Regions from separate parts of the Ovis aries genome. Here region 2 is linked to region 1. Evidence: chromatin contacts called from public Hi-C data. All regions are on one chromosome and are shown on one strand. The core of a region is the stretch at or near the end of the contact, and the rest is flanking DNA. Distances in the headings are between cores, read along the strand shown.

Region 1 (6,244 bases), core at 2,328-4,827:
TGCTCTGTGATGACCTAAAGGGGAGAAGGAGGGAGGCTCACAAGGGAGAGGATGTTTGTATACGTACAGCTGATTCACACTGTTGCACAGCAGAAACTAATAATACTGTAGAGCAATTATACTCCAGTTTTAATTTTATTAAAACTATATATATACCCACTATATACGCCCCTTGATGTACAATGTAGTAAGCCTTGTCATTGACAGTCCCTTTGTTGTGGATTTAAGCACCATCTCTACCAACAGTAATTGTGAATAACACTTACTTCTATTCCTCATAGCAGCTCTGTTTGTTAGTCCTGAAACCTATATGCAGGTCAGGAAGCAACAGTTAGAACTGGACATGGAACAACAGACTGGTTCCAAATAGGAAAAGGAGTATGTCAAGGCTGTATATTGTCACCTTCCTTATTTAACTTATATGCAGGGTACATCATGAGAAACGCTGGGCTGGAAGCAGCACAAGCTGGAATCAAGACTGCCGGGAGAAATATCAATAACCTCAGATATGCAGATGACACCACCCTTATGGCAGAAAGTGAAGAGGAACTCAAAAGCCTCTTGATGAAAGTAAAAGAGGAGAGTGAAAAAGTTGGCTTAAAGCTCAACATTCAGAAAACTAACATCACGGCATCTGGTCCCATCACTTCATGGGAAATAGATGGGCAAACAGTGGAAACAGTGGCAGACTTTATTGTTTTGGGCTCCAAAATCACTGCAGATGGTGACTGCAGCCATGAAATTAAGAGATGCTTACTCCTTGGAAGGAAAGTTATGACCAACCTAGATAGCATATTCAAAAGCAGAGACATTACTTTGCCAACAAAGGTCCGTCTGGTCAAGGCTATGGTTTTCCAGTGGTCATGTATGGATGTGAGAGTTGGACTGTGAAGAAAGCTGAGCGCCAAAGAATTGATGCTTTTGAACTGTGGTGTTGGAGAAGACTCTTGAGAGTCCCTTGGACTGCAAGGAGATCCAACCAGTCCATTCTAAAGGAGATCAGTCCTGGGTATTCATTGGAAGGACTGATGCTGAGGCTGAAACTCCAATACTTTGGCCACCGCATGCAAAGAGTTGACTCACTGGAAAAGACTCTGATGCTGGGAGGGATTGGGGGCAGGAGGAGAAGGGGACGACAGAGGATGAGATGGCTGGATGGCATCACCAACTCGATGGACGTGGGTTTGGGTGAACTCCAGGAGATGGTGATGGACAGGGAGGCCTGGCGTGCTGCAGTTCATGGGGTCGCAAAGAGTCGGAGATGACTGAGTGACTGAACTGAATCATGTGCAACTCTTTGCCATGTCATGGACTAGCCTGCCAGGCTCCTCTGTCCATGGAATTCTCCAGGCAAGAATACTGGAGGGGTTGCCATTCCCTTCTCCAGGGGAACTTCCTGACCCAGGGATCAAAGTCTGGTCTTCTGCTTTGCAGGTAGATGCCTGCAAAGCAGCTGCCTACTCTGCCAGCTCGGAATTATTATCTGCAGCTTACAGACAAGTAAACTGAGGCAGAGACAGGCAAAATAACCAATCTATGGATTTCTTCCCTGGGAAATCTGTTTACAATACAGTTAACAGCCTAGATCTAGTTTCAGACTCACTGCATTTGAGAATAACATTACATAAATCACAGTTCCTTTACCTAACCCATCCTACAGAATTCAGAAGGCTCTCAGACTCAAATCCCACACTGTCTCTGTCCATCTTGGGTGGCGGGTTTGACCAGACCACACACATACACACACAACACACCTTGCAGTCATTTTTCTGGGCATTCTCAAACTTCCTGAAAGTCAGGTTCAGAACCTGCACCCTACAGACATCTCATGGAATACAAAAGTTGCCCCTTTTAGGTAAGAGCCGTGCAGGAAACCAATCAGAAGATGCTTTAGATCCAGAAGAACTGCCAGTAGCAACAATGAATAGCTTAACTGTAGAAGCCCTCTCCTGCAAGAAAACATTCTCTAGTATTACATTAATCCTCTGCCTTCACATTCTGGCTCTCCCTTCCTAAGGAGTGACTTACCTGTTTCCTCACTGCCTAAGGACTATGAGATCAAGCTGCTTCCCACCTCTGACAACCTGTTCTGCCCACTAAACTGGGCCCTGTCTAAATCTCCCAGACACTCATCACCATCTATCTCCTCTGGGCCGTTCTCCTCTCCCGGCTTCAGGTCTTCTCCTAAAATCAAGTCTCACAAACAAGCTCTTGAGTTACCAAAAAAAAAAAAAAAAAAAAGCAGTCTCACATCAAATCCACCGGTCTCACCAAAGTTGCAGAAAACACACCTTTTACATAATGTCCAGCAGTAGTTTTCTAATCTAGGCGGTGAATTCGAGGCTGCTTTCTATCCTGTGACCCCATCGCGTTAACCAAGGACACCTAACAGCAACAAGGTGGCTAGTATAATCCTTTGTTGTTTAGCTGGTAAGTCGTGTCCCACTCTGCGACCCCATGAGCTGTAGCCTGCCAGGCTCTTCTGTCCATGGGATTCTCCAAGCAAGAATACTGGAGTGGGTTGCCATTTCCTCCTCCAGAAGATCTTCGTGACCCAGGGGTCCAACCCGTGTCTCCTGCATTGGCAGCCGGGTTCTTTACCGCTGGGCCACGGGGGAAGCCCTGCGTAATGTGTTTCTCCGCCTCAACCACGTCTTCCGGTTCTGAATGACTTCTCATTGACTCTCCTGAGACTTAAAGCCGGGGGCAGATAAAGTGTGTCGTTACTTACAACTTCACACACCTCTGACGGGCTAGACGAGAACGAACCGCATGTGAGGCACAAAAGCGTCAAGCCCCACACTAAGCTGCGCGGTTTGACGGCTCCTACTGTTGCGGGGGGAGCGGTTAATTTTCGGTGCCAGGAAGCTGCCACTCGTCCGTACTTGGTGGAGGGGGTGGGGAGGGAATTTCAAAAGGAGACGATGGATTTCCCAGGCCGGTGAAGGCCCAGCAGCTCCAGGAGGGCGGTCCCAGCCGTACCTGAGAGGGGAGGCCGGTCGGGTTCCTGGCCGCCGCGGGCGGGCGGCGCGGGGTTGAGCAAGTGCGCGAAGCTAGCGGCGAAGGGGTTGGCGGCGAGCGGCTCGGTGCGGTACATCTCCCAGAGCAGGTAGAGCGCCGTGAGGCGCTGCGCCGCGCTGGGGAGCAGGTCCGGCTGCTGCAGCAGCATCACGAGCACCGAGCCCAGGCGGAAGTGGTCGGCTTTGCTGAAGTAGTGGTGGAAGGCGGTGGACAGGCCCTCGAAGGTGCTGCCGCCGCCCGCCTCCTCCGAGATGATGCTCAGCAGGCTCGAGAGCTCCTTCGGGGTCAGGCTCATCCTGCCCGCGGGGCCCCCCGGGCCTCCGCTCCCCGGCCCGGGGACGCCCGCTCCGCCTCTGCCGCCGGGGCCCGAGCTTCCCGGGCCGCTCCTGGAAGCCGACCCCGCCGCTTCCCGGGCTCCCCTTTGCTCCGCGGCGGTGAGAAGCCGGCCAGATGCCGCGCTTGCCCCGCCGCCGGGCATCAACCTCTTTCGTCCGTCCTGCTTCACGGCCGGAGGGGCCCTGGCGCCGGCTCGCTCCGTCCCTGCGGCCGTAAAGCGCGCTGTGGCACGACAGCGTCGCAAACAAAACAAGCCTGGAACCCAGCCGGCAGTAGAAGAGAGGGCAGCGCGCAGCCAGAGCGAGGCTGCGGGAGCCAGGCCAGGGAGAAGATCCCGAGACGCCGAGGGGGCGGAGCAAAAAGCCGGAAATTAAGGCGGGGCTTGCAGGAGGGGCCGAGCCGCCGGCGGGGCCCGGATCTCGCCCTGCGGAAGTCTCGCGGAGGCCCAGAGCGGAGCTGGGGTGTTATCTGCGCGTGCGCGAGCGAGAGGCGCGCCCCCGGTAGTGTGCCCGGGAGAAACCGTCGTCCAGATAAGCGTCTGGAAAATGCATATTAGAAACTGAAAAGCTCTCTTAATTAACACACATGACTATTCGTGGTAGAAGATTTTTAAATACAAATAACTGTAGACCATGCGTTTCTCATAACCAAAATTAATTTTCAATCCTACACTGTTTGAAGAAATGGAGTCATACTGCACACGAGCTATGGTACGCAGTTGTCTTAACAAAATTTCTGGAACATGTTTTGAGAAAGCAGAAGCACCTGCCCAGGTGACTAGGGCTCGCTCCAGGCTGGGAACCACCGAGTGATGTGACCCAGACTTGCTCGGTTCCTCCCTTAGACCTGCAAAACCCTGCAGGGATTTCTGCCAGGGAGTTTGGGAAATCCCGTGTGACCTAACTAATGCTGGCAACTGGAGAATTCTCTAGTTCAGTGCCTCCTTAGTTCTAAAATAAAATTGAAAGAAGAGAAATTGGTTGGTCATTGAGGATGCCTATTCTGAAGACTTCTTGAATTGACTATTAGAGGGACTTCCCTGGTGGTCCAGTGGCTAAAACTGTTCTCCCCCCGCCCCCCTCCATACAGGGGGCTTGGGTTGGATCCCAGGTCAGGGAGCTAAGATCATGCATGACGCAATGAAGAGCAAAGATTCCATGTGCCACCACAAAGGCCTGGCGCAGCTAAATAAAATTTATTTTAAAGTTTGAAAAATTGTTAGATATCCCTCTAGAAAGGTCCTGCCAATTAAGAGCAGCAGACATAACTTGCTAACTTGGGAAACTGATTTAAATTATCTTGAAGGTATTCTTATTTACTACAGTAAATGAACTTTATTGTGTTTGGGAGGTCTGTTTGTTACTGGGGTTTGGTCTTTTTATTTTTGTACTGCAGATTTTTTTTTCTTATATGTGTTTATCTATTTAGGCTGTGCCAGGTCTGGCCAGTTGTGGCATACTGGATCTTTAGTAGTGGCATGTGGGATCTAGTTTCCTGACCAGGGATCAAACCCAAGTCACTTGCTTTGGGAGCACAGAGTCTTAGCCACCGCACCACCAGACGAGTCCAGTTTTACTGTTTGTTTTTTTTTAAGTTGTTTCAAAATATTTGAACATTATGTGCCCCCCAAGCCCCAATAAACTATTTTTTTTTTCCTGTAGGAGCACTTTCAAAATTAGGTTGATGTTAAAAAGAACCCCAGAGGCCCCAGATGGAGTCACTTCTCCTAGGTCACACCACTAACCTAACTAAAACTTCATCCTCCCCCAGAAAATGTGAATGTTAGTCATTCAGTTGTAGTCATTCACTCTTTGCGACCTCAGGGACTGCAGCCAACCAGACTCTTCCGGCCATGGAATTCTCCAGGCAAGAATACTGGAGTGGGTTGCCATTCCCTCTTCCAGGGGAATCTTCCCTGATCCATGAATTGAACCCCAGTCTCCCGCATAGAAGGCAGATTCTTTACCGTCTGAGCCACCAGGGAAGCCAAAATGTGGGCTTAACCAGGAATTTTCTAGTCGGCATCAATGAGGTAATTGGTCATGTGGACCCTCTCCATCCCCCGAAGGAAGATGAGGTAGCCTGCCACAAAGACCCCTTCCGTTCCCCATAAGCAAGTTGTGTGCTGTGCTCAGTCGCTTCAGTCATGCCTGACTCTTTTTCCTGCCAGGCTCCTCTATCTGTGCAATTCTCCAGGCAAGAATACTGGAGTGGGTTGCCGTGCCCTCCTCCAGGGGATCTTCCTGACCCAGGGAGTGAATCTGTGTCACTTGCGTTGCGGGCGGGTTCTTTACCCATTGAGCCACCTAAGAAGCCCCATAAGCGAGTTACCTATGCCTGAAATGACGTTTTTTTGCTGATGACTTCCTTGTCTTGCCTTTGAAAACCTTTCCCTTCCTAAAGTTGTTGGGAGCTCCTCTCTACTTCCTGAATGGGATGCTGCCTCACTTGTGAATGGTTCAGTAAAACCAATTAGATCTCTAAAATGTACCCGGTTGTATTTTTGTTACTTAACAGCAGTATCCAGGGTTTCCTGCATGTTCCCTGAAAACAACTCTCAGGTCCTGGAAACAAATAACCACAGACATAAATCTATCCTCTCATAGTTCTAGAAGCTAAAGTTCCAAAATGAGGGTGTGAGCAGAGCCAGGCTCTACACCCCCAAAGGCTGTGGGGAAGAATACTTCCTTGTCTCCTTCTGGCTCCCAGTGATGTCCAGTGGTGTCTGGCGTCCCTTCTCTTATGCTTCTACCATTCCCATCTCTGCCTCTGAGGTCAGGTGGCCTTCTTTTTTTATATTAATGTTCATTGGAGTATAGTTGCTTTACAATGTTGCATTACTTTCTACTGAACAGCAAAGTGAATCAGTATACATATGTGTGTGTAT
Region 2 (6,244 bases), core at 1,586-4,085, 180 kb after region 1:
GCTGCTGCTAAGTCACTTCAGTCGTGTCCGACTCTGCGCGACCCCATAGACGGCAGCCCACCAGGCTCCCCCATCCCTGGGATTCTCCAGGCAAGAACGCTGGAGTGGGTTGCCATTTCCTTCTCCAATGCTTGAATTTCATGCTTTCAGTTAAATACAAAATGTGAGAAAGCAGAACTCTATTAATGGCTGAAATGATCAAGCAGTTGGTTAAGTGAAGGCTATTCCAAGTAGGGGCAGAGACCAAAAGTTAAACAGACTGTGAATGTCAGAAGAGCCATATCAGTTACCATATCCAGCACCTCCCCAGCCTCCTTGAACCCATCAAACAAGCTAGCTTCCTTCACTTAAATATTTAACCACCCAGAAAAAAAATGCTACAAAGAAAAAACCAGAGAAAGGAGAGGAATAAGGAAGGGGACTGCATGTTTAAGATGGCCACAGACACTGAAGTCAAGATCCAAAGATGACGGTGCCTGTTTAGCTACCTGTGAGAAAAAGCATTATGGGGGTGGGTAAGACTAAGCTCAAACGGCTGCCCTGAATCAAATACTTGCCAGCTCTGATTAAGTAAGTAGCCAACCCATGTAGAATCATAGCAGAACTCTGGCCTCTTAAGATGGTAAGATGGGAAGCCAATGGAGGCCCAGGTGTTTGGAGTGGAGGGAACCAGGAGTCCATCAAGGAAGCAGTTCTTGTTTTCTTGGTGGTGGGACCAGTGTACTCAGGCTGAGGAAGGCAGACCCAAGAGGACATGCTCACTTGCCAACAAAAAGGGAAGGCTGCAGGGAACCTGGAAAGTGTGTGGGGGCAGCATGGACACAGGGAGTTTGGCTCAGGGTTATGTAAAATTTGAAATGCCTGTTAAAAACTGTATGCATCTTAACAGCAGCTGGACATAAGAGGCCCTAAAACTAACTGCTATTACCAAGCACAGTTAGAGAAGGGCTGAGTCCTGGACTCAATACTAAGAGGATGGGATGTGAGGAGAAACAGAGATCAGCTGCAGAGGCAAGAAAAACACAAGAATGTGAAATCCTAGGTGGTAAAATGAACGAACAAAGAACTGCCAATTGTTGCCCATCAGGAACTAAAAACCCATTCATTCAGTACTGTGAAGGTCTTCACTTAGGGCTTTTGTAACAAAAATGCCTGAAAAACTCATCCACCTGCAATGGCTCACACCCACTCTTCTAAGGCCTGGTTAACTTGTGTGGCCTGTAAAACATCACCCTAGGACTCACTCTTCACCCTTTTCCCTCTGGTTGCTTGTCTACCTCCTCCTCCTAAGCTAGGAGGGCAGGATCTTTCGGTTTCCTGTTGAACCCACAGACCCCAACACACACTTACGTGCTCAATGTGCTCCCCACATGAATCCACCACGCCCCAAATGGAAAGACTCCACATACACAATACTGCCTAGCTCACACATGATCAACACCTGGCCTGGAGTGCCAGGCCACATGTAGGGGTCACTGCCACGTGTAGGTCCCTCACAAAATCAGCTGTCCAGATACAGCAGAGACCGACCAAGCCAGTCAAGAAATTTTTGCAGGGCAACGTTTGCTGTTAAAAAAAACTCCCAACAGCAGCATTCAAGAAAAGATGCAGTCTCCAGTATCACTAGTCAGCACCATGTGCAGAAAAGGGAAGAAAGGCACTACCACCAAACCTCCAGAGATCACCACCAAGAACCTGGACGTTGGAAATCACCCCCAATATTCCTGTGGATCGCCAATGCACAACCTCCAGGTGTCCTCCCAGCAAACAACTCCACCAACACATCCTTTCCTGGTCTCTACAACGGTTTCATTCCCAGTATTACGACTTTCCCAGTATCAGTACCCATCTGTGTGGGTCAGGGAACTAAAGAAACCGCATCACAGCGTTCATGTTCTTGGCCGGTCCGGCTTCAATTAACTAGTGAACCTGACTACAAAGACCTAGACACATCAGCGTTCCCTCCTGCACAACCCTCAGACCTGCCAGGGTTTTATTCAACGACAGAGCAACGAGTGGACTGGTTTCATCACCTCCGTATCTCCCCAAATTGGCTCTCCCAGAAACCTCACCGTTCTATCTCCCGTTTCTAGGTATCAACCTCGGAGGCATTTCCCTTTAAATCCTATAAAGCTTAAACAGGGTCCATGGAAACAGACTTGAGCTTTCGCAGCATTAATGCGTAATTTCTGGCCCACCCAGCCTTCAAGCTAGACAGACTCAGGGGCCACCAGACCGTGATTTCGGGAGCCCCCAACAGCAGGGGCAGCGGCAGGCCGCAGGGGTACTCACACTCCATGGATGCGCTTGTGAATGTTGATGGTGTATTCTCTTGTCACCACCTCGTTGATGGCGGACCGGCCCTTCTTCTTCTCGCCGCCCTTCTTTGCGGGAGCCATCTAAACAAACCCAGGCGACAAAGCAGCTCAGGGCGAGTGCGTCAAACCTGTGAAGCCCTCCCTCCCGGCCCGGCCTCACGCAGCCGCCCTCGGTACGGTTTCCGGGGACAGAAGGTCCGGCCAGGTCCCTGAAGCCCCAGGTCTGGGTAGACACAAGTCGGCTACCCCGCGGCCCAAGTATCCGTATCCCTTAGGTGCCCCCGCCCCGGAAACCCTTGCAGCTCGGGTTCCCTCAAGCCTGGCCGCTCTCTCTCAGGCTCAGGGAGCCCTTAAATGCAGCGCAGATTCCCGTGCGCCGGGGACGCGGGGTCCCAGGCCAGCTCAGGACAGAGCCTGCCGGCCTGGTCAGCACAATCCAGGTAGAGGATGGCGCCGGATTACTACTGACAAAACTCCACAGCCATACTCACCCTGCAGGGCCGGGGTCGGAAAGGAAGAGCGCGAGGAATTGTGGGAGAAGGAAAGCAGCCTCGCAAGTACAACTTCCGGGTTACCTGGAGGCGGGGGAAGGAAGAGGTGCTGCTGTGACGCAAGCAGCGCGCGCCGTGGGGAAAAGGGCGTGAAGGCCTCTGGGGCGGGGCCTCGGGCGTCGCGCTTTCCCTCGCAGCTTCCTATCGTCGGTCTCCACCTCCTGCGCGCCAACGAGGGTGGGAGGGGCTTGTGGTTCGCGTTTAAGTCTTCAGAGAAAATGGGATCCTGGTCCCCAGGTGGACCGTGCCAGGGTCCTTTCTGTTTCGCCCAGTCGCTCAGTGATTCAGCCAGCATTGCCTGAACTTGTGAGCCTGGTTGGCAGCCCGGAGATGACCTACGCGCCTCCCGGCCTGGAGGGAGCAGAGAGCCTTTCCCGGCGGCAGCGATCAGCTAGCTGCAGAGATGCAGAGGGTTAGGGTTACGAGGGAGGCAGAGCAGAGGTGGGTTTGCAGAAGAAGCGTTTCGAAATTAAATGCGCTAGTTTGTAACTGACTATATGAAATGTCAATTTAGGAGACAGTAGTTGATAAAATCACCTTAGAAAGAGAGAGTAAAATACTGTGTGCAGTCTATTATATTGGAGAAATCAATGTGATTTCGTGACCTTAAATATGTTTTTAGCTCTATCACAACAGAATGACCCAAAAACAGCAATGGAAGCAGCGCTTTTATCTAACACCTGGTGTAAAGTAGGTACCTTGAAAATGAAAAGGGAGGAACCTGATGCCAGGAGGTCAGGTGTGAGTTGACAGACTTCATGGCCAAGTCTCGGGTCCGCATGCCAAACCCACGGGTTCAGAACTCTGGACCTTCCGGCTGCTGATCAGAGACTGCATTCTCTTCTGGAGGGGCAAGGGGATGGTAAAAATCTTTCAACCTAGGAAGGATGTAAAAATTTTGAGGATTGAGTTATTGAAACCCTAGAATAGTATGTGAAAACTGGAGCACTTACATGTATGGCTGAGCCCCTTCGCTGTCTGCCTGAAACTATCACAATACTTTTAATCGGCTCTGCTCCAATATAAAATTAAAAGTTTAAAAAAAAAGAAAAAAGAAAATAAAAATGATGAGAATTATAAAGAATTCTCCAATCAGGAAAGAAAAAAACTGGAGCACTGAGAAGGTGTTAGGATGAGCCTGGAGTAGAACACAAGTTAGCTCTTTGATAGTCATATTTTGCAACTAGCTTTGATGTAAAGATACTTAGTTTTGTTACATTTTGTGGGTCCTGTACAACTTTTAAGAAATCTGTATTAGACAAGATTTTACTGTAATAACAAGTGTTAATATCTAATCTCTTTTCATCACTGGGTAAATTTTTTTTGGTAAATTCCTAAATATTGATTTATTTGTTGTTTAAGTAGCATATGATTAATGAGGGAAATGTTGAAGTGAAAGTATTAGTCCCTTTAGTCCAACGCTGCAACCCCATGGACTGTAGCCCGCCAGGCTCCTCTGTCCATGGGATTCTCCAGGCAAGAACACTGGAGTGGGTAGCCATTCCCTTCTCCAGGGCATCTGACAGGCAGATTCTTTATGGTCTGAGCCACCAGGGAAGCCCCATAAATTAGTAAATTGGACATTAAATGGCGTACAGTTGGTGGTGACTATCTTTCCATGTCCCAAATCCTCTCTGACAGAAATGGACTCACCAGCATGGAGGATACAGTTTTTCAGTTTGTCTGGATGGGTTAGTTCATGGCTGCACTGAAAGAGATGGGGACATCAGGAGGGGCAGATGATTTTAAAGGATTAAACTACATTAAATTCAGGACCTTTTAAGTGCGTATAAAGTGGTTACCCAAGTTGGAGTATATATTTTAAGGCACATATTATTTTACTGAATGCGCTGATGGGTTACCCTGCTTCTCCCATAGCTAGACATTGGCTGGATAGACAAAAATCCTAGAGAAGGTTTTCCTTTTTTTCTAATGATTTTTCTTCCCCTGGAAAAATAAAGGTGCTTCACAGATGCCACAAGGCTGTGTGTTTCAGCCATTCAGTCAACCATGTCATGCTTACAGAAGTATGCTGTTGTTTGTACTATTGCACATAGGCGTTGTATGAAGTTCATACGTGTGTATCCAAAAAGCCACACATGCCATTACTCTGGAAGACTCAGATTTGTTGTTTGTCTTGGTTACTAATGGCTGACTTTAAAACCTCTAGGCTTCACATAAAGTGAAGGGAGAAACAGGCAATTTTTTTACTGAACACCCACATTTTACCAGATAATTCAGCCAGAGTCCAACATATCATGGCCTAGCAACTTCTCACAGTTGGCCATTTCACCATATTGCGATATACCATTGTATAAACAATGGTATAAACAAACAAACAAAACCCTAATTTAATGGGCATTAGTTGCTGTTAGAGACAAGATACTACATTTTAGTGGAGTTAGTTTAAAATATTCTTAAGCTTGGTATATTTCAGAGTTCATATTTCAGTCACTTCTCATGAGCCAAGATTTTATAGTTTCTAAATAGAAAAGTCATGACAAGTTTGCAAAACAGTCTTTAAATCAGCACAATTAAATGAATCAAAAGTTTAAGGATTAAACTTCCCCTGATGTTATGTGGGTTTAAAGAAATGTACTCAATAAGAGTTTTCTGAGTTTACCCAGACTGTGAACATGTGTAAAGTTTAAGCAATACTAAATTAATTTAGCAGCATGACATAGTCCACCCTCTTCTAATGGCTTCCAGCTGGAAAATCCTAGCACAACAAATATGCTGTTTCCGTTAAAAATTTGTTCTATTTAGAAGTGCAGATTCTGACAGCCAATTAAAATTCAAATTCTTTTACAGAAATATGAGATCTGGAAACCTTTGAATTTACCAAACAGTTAAATTACAAAATAGGTTATCTAGTGTCACACAGAATTTTTGTTTTAAAAAGGGCCCATTTTGGATTCCTGAGAGTAAATGATCCTAAGATATGCAAAATATTTAGACTTACCTTTTTTTCATGTAATTCATATCACAATTGTGTGTGTGAATAATTAAAACTCCTTTTGATGTATTTACGTGGCAGCCTCTTAGGCCGCTGAAAACTGATCCTGGCCAGAGAATGGAGAGAGGTTTTCTCTCTTTTACAGGGAGGCAGGTAGAAACACAGAGCCCCAGTGACGGAACAAGCAGGGGAACTTGGTTCTCTCTGACCGCGCTCTGCTGAGTGTTGCCATCTCAGTGATTCTCAGTCTCAGTGTGCCAGCGCACCCTCACGCCAGCGTGCTGAAGCCTCATGGAAAAGGGGGTGCCGTCTGCTGTATCTCCCCTATCCACATGGCGTGTGCACAGGTCTCCCATACAGACACACAAACCCTGGGTGCATCACTGCTGCGTAAGTGCTGGCAAGCAAGAGGCCATGCA

What was found. A called contact is a pair of places that touch in the nucleus more often than the background predicts.
Region 2: a contact with region 1 is called in a Hi-C map of liver, with 3 times the contacts expected there. The contact joins the promoter of RPL31 here to the promoter of CNOT11 in region 1. A contact is called at or near these places in 13 of 16 Hi-C or Micro-C datasets (blood, hypothalamus, liver and 6 more).

The regions. Positions count from the first base shown.
Region 1 is chr3:100,293,829-100,300,072 of ARS-UI_Ramb_v3.0, forward strand. CNOT11 (CCR4-NOT transcription complex subunit 11) reads right to left here and starts at 3,578. Exons shown (of 7, transcript XM_004006127.6): 1 at 2,983-3,578. The coding sequence starts at 3,499.
Region 2 is chr3:100,479,045-100,485,288 of ARS-UI_Ramb_v3.0, forward strand. It overlaps RPL31 (ribosomal protein L31), which reads right to left and starts at 2,836. Exons shown (of 5, transcript XM_004006129.4): 1 at 2,810-2,836; 2 at 2,293-2,399. The coding sequence starts at 2,399. It overlaps LOC105614674 (a long non-coding RNA gene), which reads left to right and starts at 3,053. Exons shown (of 3, transcript XR_001434330.4): 1 at 3,053-3,310; 2 at 5,971-6,244.